2 separate regions of the Arachis hypogaea genome follow, and region 1 is linked to region 2. The links are chromatin contacts, called in public Hi-C maps. All regions are on one chromosome and are shown on one strand. The core of a region is the stretch at or near the end of the contact, and the rest is flanking DNA. Distances in the headings are between cores, read along the strand shown.

Evidence for each region. A called contact is a pair of places that touch in the nucleus more often than the background predicts.
Region 1: a Hi-C map of an unstated tissue shows a contact between it and region 2, with 5 times the contacts expected there. The contact joins the enhancer-like site here to the promoter of LOC112710641 in region 2. A contact is called at or near these places in 5 of 8 Hi-C or Micro-C datasets (leaf and an unstated tissue).

The regions. Positions count from the first base shown.
Region 1 is chr1:112,094,639-112,098,121 of arahy.Tifrunner.gnm2.J5K5, reverse strand. No RefSeq gene overlaps it. Among protein-coding and RNA genes, the nearest start is that of LOC112710654, 23 kb to the left of the region's middle. Within about 2 kb of position 1,296, at least 3 of the 3 cell types and tissues checked have open chromatin away from gene starts, as enhancers often do.
Region 2 is chr1:112,013,813-112,017,038 of arahy.Tifrunner.gnm2.J5K5, reverse strand. It overlaps LOC112710641 (ATPase 11, plasma membrane-type), which reads left to right and starts at 1,799. Exons shown (of 21, transcript XM_025762967.3): 1 at 1,799-2,506; 2 at 2,609-2,728; 3 at 2,825-2,923; 4 at 3,065-3,202. The coding sequence starts at 2,453.

The DNA of each region.
Region 1 (3,483 bases), core at 47-2,546, 82 kb before region 2:
GGGATGACTGCGACGAGCTTCAAACTCGCGACTGTTGGGCGCAGTGACAATGTGCAAAAGGATCAAGGAATCCTATTCCAACACAAGTGAGAACCGACAGATGATTAGCCCTGCAGTAGCTGTACCTGGTATTTTTTATCTGAGACGAGAAATCCGACAGTTGATTAGCCGTACAGAAACCGTAGTCGGACCATTTTCACTGAGAGGATCATACAGCTTGCCATGGAAGGGAGGACGCATGATTGGATGAAGACAATAGGAAAACAGAGGTTCAAAAGCAACAAAGCATCTCCAAATGCTTATCTAAAATTCCCACCAATAAATTACATATGTATCTCTATGTTATTTTCCGTTTTATTTATCTTTCAATTGTCAAATCCTCACAATTATTTGAATCTGTCTGACTGAGATTTACAAGATGACCATAACTTGCTTCAAGTCGTCAATCTCCGTGGGATCGATCCTTATTCACGTAAGGTATTACTTGGACGACCCAATACACTTACTGGTTAGTTGTACGGAATTGTGAAAAGTGTGATCACAATTTTATGCACCAGAAACTAAAGTGTCTAATCCAAAATTCGATGAGAACCAAAATGGATAAATACTCTTATAAATTTAAAGATGATTAATTACATTCTCAGCGTCTAACATCTCACTTCACATCCTTCCATCTTTAATATAGATCATCAATTGATGTTGTTAAGTGTAATATTTTACTACATAATGCTTTTTTCATTAATTTTTCTTCGTTTACATTTTTTTAACTTAAAAGTATATGGTGAGCAGAACTGGTGTCCGAAATGATTATTATACAGTAGAAATTGAGCTTAAAAACTGGCTTCACAATCAAAGAGTATAGCCATGCAGTCTAAATTCTCAAAAAAAAAATATAATTATTCATTAATTAAAAGTGTAAGCTTAATTTAACCTTAATTGAGTATCCAAGTTTCTTTTTTGTCACTACACTACTCACACACCCACATTTTAAAGGTTTTCTTAAACCTTATTCCAGTCTGAACTGGGGTATGAACTTGGTGCAACTTGATTAAGAGACAATATGATTGCCATTTGATCTAGGCCTCAGCTGCATTGGGCATCCATGTTTAACACATAATGTTTGTATCTTTTTTTTTGACATAAAACATATAATATTTGTTGAACGCGGCCCTAAAAATATTTAAATGGACTTCATTGCAAATTAAGGAAATCGACCAATTCTATATGTTACAATAATGCGTTTTTGTTTTGGACAGGTACAATAATGCGTTGTGTGTATAGGAAATAACTAACTGTCAAGCTTTGTTTTTTTTTTTGTTCCCGAGTTCCATTATTTAGGTGCAACCAAAAGGATTACAGTCATTGTATCAATCTGAATAAATTGGACTCAGTGGCTAGGCCCATTTAAAAATAGGCGGGCTTACTTTAAAGCCTGAATATAAATAAACCTAACAGTGAATGAAGATAATGATCCTTTTCACAAAAATTAATTGAATTAAATGACCCTATGTTAGCAGAGATCGATACTTTTTATCAATATTAATTAATATTTTAGCCAATATTTTAGTTAATACCTCACTTTTATACTGTTAAAATGTAAAATTTAAGGGTTTAAATTTAGTGCCTTAACAGTCAAATTAATTTCTAACAAATAAAACATTCTTTAAATGTATTTTTAAAAGATTTTATCAATTAAATTGGTCTATTAAAAATTTAAAATTAATTATATTTATTCTTCAATTACTGTATTAATAATTTTTATCAATGATTGATGCTGTAAAATATTAATTAAGAACATACATGATATCTAAAATATTTAATTGGATATTAATTAAATATATTTATGAAAATCTATTGATTTAATTATTTTCAATTACATAAACTCTATTCCTAGCATGATCTAATGACTAAATTGATAAATTTTTATAAATATATTTGATAAGTGTCCATTGAACATGTTAAGTATTATATATGCTATCAATTAATATTTCACATCATCAATTGTCGACAAAAATTGTTAATAGAGTAACAAAAAGATAAATATGATTAATTTATACTTTTTAACGAATCAATTTGATTGATAAAATTTTTTAAAGATAAATTTAAAGAACGTCTCATCTTTTTAAGGATTAATTTAATTATTAACTCAGAGTTAGATCTTTAGTGTTTAGAATTAGCCAAATATTAATAAAAGTTAATAAATTTTATTATTAACGCAACATTTCTCTTTTACAATTTCTAGTTTTTAACAAATAAGTATGATGATATTTAATAAGAATAAGTGCAAATAACAAAGCTATGCTCCCAAAGATCCCATTACAAACCCCGAAATTGAACATGATTATATTTTTTTAGGTGTCTGAACTCTGATTATATCTTTCAATGAGTTACGATAGTACCCTAACAGTGATAAATATTTATCTTAAAAGAGTTTGTAACACACTACTAGCAATAATCAAAGTAAAGAAAGCTAGCATCTGCTCAGCTATGTGAAAAGTAGAAATTGATGTCTGATCCTTTTTCTGTTGTGGAGAAAAAGGACAAAAATGATAAAATTTGATTTGATTCGTGCCTTGATCACTAGCCATTAATTTCCAATATAACGACAAATTCTCATCCCATTTCCATCCATACCCACTTACACTTTCACCATTCCCATATTATCATATTTTACAAATTTTGGTCCCATTGGTTTCTTCCTTCCTTTTTCATTTTCAGCATCACGCTGGCTGAACTGGTATCGCCGCCAGTTTTTCTTTTTTTCTTGTGGCGCCAAGCTGTATATCCAAAATTTTATGTCTAAATTCCAAAAGAAAACCCAATATATATATATATATATATATATATATATATATATATATATATATATATATATATATATATATATATATATATATATATATATCAATCTTGTTACACATTTAAATCTAGTAATTAAATTTAATTAAGTTAATTTAAATTCAATAAAAATTAATTTTATTAGTGAGAGAGTATTTATACGCTCCAATTTTTCACTAACAGAAATGTTTGTCTTTCGTATTTCTTCATCTTCTTCTTTGTATTCTTTTTTTTTTGCGTATTCCTCTTCATCTTAGTTCTTTTATTACTATTATTGTTGTTACATTTTTTCTTTGCTAAATCATTGGTGATGGAGGAGTGGAGGAAAGGAGGATAGATTTGGTGTTAAATTTAAGTTGAGTTTAGAATTTCCTAGACACCTACCCCTTTTTAGGGTTTCTATTTAATAATTTAAGCTTTACAATCTGAGTGTCGACATTTTAGGATTACCTCCGGTTCTTACCCCATACCGTGTTGTTGTTTTTCAGATGCAGGTCGAGAGGCACATCGCTAGGCATCTGGACTTCTGAAGCGGAGTGGTTCCTGGGTTCTTTTGTTGTTAGTTTATGTATATATGTACTTAGCTTTCTCTCCGAATAACTTGTTTACTTGTTTCCTCTTAGAGGTTTAAGGAGAGTTAAGGTT
Region 2 (3,226 bases), core at 550-3,049:
ATATTTTTATATATTTTAACATACTTAAATACTATTTTGTGTTGGGTATATTTAGTTTTATTTTCAATATATACTTTCAAAATAAATTTTAAAATAATATATATTATTATTTATTAAAAAATATTTTAAACATTTTATATAATTAAAATTTTAGATATTAAATATAAATTAAAAATTAATTTATATTTTAATATTAACAAAAGATCAAAATATCATTATACTTTAGTTAAGAAATACTTTATATTTTTATATATATGATGTGTCCATAAATTTTATAAGAATGTATATATTAGGTATCTCATTGTATTTATATATATTCGTGTAAGTATCTGTGTATTATTTTTTTTTCTTTTTACATTTCTCATTTTTTATTTTTAATTTATTCATATATTACGTAATTTGTTAGTTGATTATTAGTTAAATAAAAGAATTAATTCTCTAAGAAAACTGTTAAAAAAAACTAACTGATAACGTATATCAAATATTAATACATAATATATCACATAGTCCGTATAATTAAAAAACTAAATTTATATATACACATAAAAGTATTATTTCAATAGAATGATATTTTTTAAGAAAAAATGGTCATCCATTACTAAACATATTATTATCTTTTTTTACAAATAAAGAAATAATATTATTCTAAAAAGAACTATAAATAACTGAAAATAAAGTTTTGACTAAAATTTGAAAACCTAAAATTACAGGGAAAATGTTTTAAAAATTATTGTATATGGAAATTATTGGACCATATATTTTCTTTGTCTCAACTGCAATGCAATCTCTACTTGAGAATTGATAGATCCTCATCTCTAAAATGACATTATAGATAAAGACTAATATAATATTATACAATTAATTTGACAAAAATAAAGATGTTCGGTAAAAAATAAAAGTAAATATAATTGATCAATTTGGTAATGGTATAGTTGATTTTTTAAGTTCTTCTTTACCTATTATGTGTTATCATAATAGTTTCTGTTACAATACTAAACCTATATATCTTTTGAGTTAGTTAGAGTTTGATTTTGATATTCTAACAAGTTTTTTAAAGAAATGATATTACAATTCAAAATTATTTTTCTTTTTTGAAAAACAAATTAGCATTCATATAAGAAGTTCGAAATGTAATATTCTTTTAATATAATAATTAATAATAGTGTATGAGAGGGCATTCTTATCAAATTATTTATGATATAGTATTAAAAAATAGCAACCAACTTTTATGATAAAATTTTGCAAATTAATTGACCAAATATAAAATATTTCACATTTATAATATTGTAAAAAACTAAAACAAGATTCTAAACATCTTCCAATCTAATATTATGTAAACAAGTAAACATATTATCAAATACTTTAAGACCTGAATTGTTTTTTAAATATAATTTTAATACATTGTCGATCTAAAATAATTTTATATTTATATTTAATTATGTAATAATTAATTAATAAAAATAACAATTTTTTATATTAACTGCATAAATAATTATTTAAAAAAAATATAATTATATAACGGTATAAATTTTTTTATACTATAAATATGTCAAAACCAAATTCATAATTTTATATGTTAAAATAATCAAAATGTTTTTTAAGTATGATTGATAATTTATCTTTTTATGTTTATACGACGACATAGGTTTTTTATTTATTTAACATGTGTATTTTAATTTTTATTCTTATATTGTTATAAAAAAAAGTGATTAAACTTTTTCATTTTATCTTATATTTAAATTAATACTAGCTAATTTTTTATTTTTATAGTAAAAATATTGATTTTCTAGTATTTTTTATTATTATATTTGTAAAAAAGAAAAAACAAAAAATTGGATGAGAGAGAGAGGGAGAGAATGAGAATTAGAAAAATGAAAAGGCCAATATGACTCTTCTATGTATTGTATGTATGTTATGTATTCCTCTTTCTCTCTCTACCTTACAGCCATAGCCATAGCCACACCCACAAACATGGAACGTCGTTGCTGAACTTGCATTTCCATACAAGGTTGTCTACCCCTTTGTGTCCCTCTTTCTTTCTCTCTCTGTTTTTTTTAGCTCTGAAGAACACTGCATCTTTTTCTTCTTCTTCTTCTTGTCTTTAGTTTCATCTCAATCCTCACAACTAGCTTGTCCTACTCCTACCCTTAACCATACACACTTTCTTTTCTTTCTTTCTTTCTATATCTTTTCTTTTTTCATTTTTATGTGTAGTTTGTCACACTTTTTTGTTTACTTGTAGTTTGTACTTTTGCCAACTCTCTCTTTGGTTGGTGCAATCCACGCACGCTATCTCTCTCCTAATTTTCTGAACTGTTTTGTTTGTAGTAACTCCTCAGAGAGAGAGAGAGAGAGAGAGAGAGAGAGAGAGAGTAAAAGTTTGGTGACTTACAAAGAGATAGAGAGAGAGAATAGAACTGGAACTGGAACGGGTAGATAGAAGAAGAAGAAGATGGGGGACAAATCCGTGGAGTTAGAGGCTGTTCTCAAAGAAACTGTGGATTTGGTAACATAGATCTGAATCACTATCATTTATTGGGTCTCTTTTGGTCTAATTGTTATCCTCATTGATGGTTTTTTTTTTCTTTTTTTTGATGAATGAATGTAGGAGAACATACCCATTGAGGAAGTTTTTGAGAATCTGAGATGTAGCAGAGAAGGTCTCAGCAGCAAGGCTGCTGAGGAAAGACTCGCCATTTTTGGCCACAACAAGCTTGAAGAGAAAAAGGTCTAACCTTTCTCTCATTTCATTGACCCCCACATGAATTTTTCTTTTTCCTTTTTCGTTTTGGTAAATTATCGTGTTCTGGGTTTTGTTTTTCAGGAGAGCAAGTTTTTGAAGTTCTTGGGATTTATGTGGAATCCTCTTTCTTGGGTTATGGAGGCTGCTGCTATAATGGCAATTGCTCTTGCCAATGGAGGGGTAAGTGTGCTTACTAGCTTCTAAAACTTGTTAGCAATGGAGGTGTATCAAATTCATGAATTAACTCAACTTTTTGCTAAGTTTAGGTGAACTCAATCCGAGTTTGATTATTTTGGACTTGCTCTTATTATTATTGTACAGGGTAAGCCTCCTGATTGGCAAGACTTTGTTGGTATTATCACTTTGCTTGTCATCAATTCAACCATCAGTTTCATAGAGGAGAACAATGCTGGTAATGCTGCTGCAGCTCTCATGGCTCGTCTCGCTCCGAAAGCAAAGGTGTGGGATTCAGTGTCATTTTCT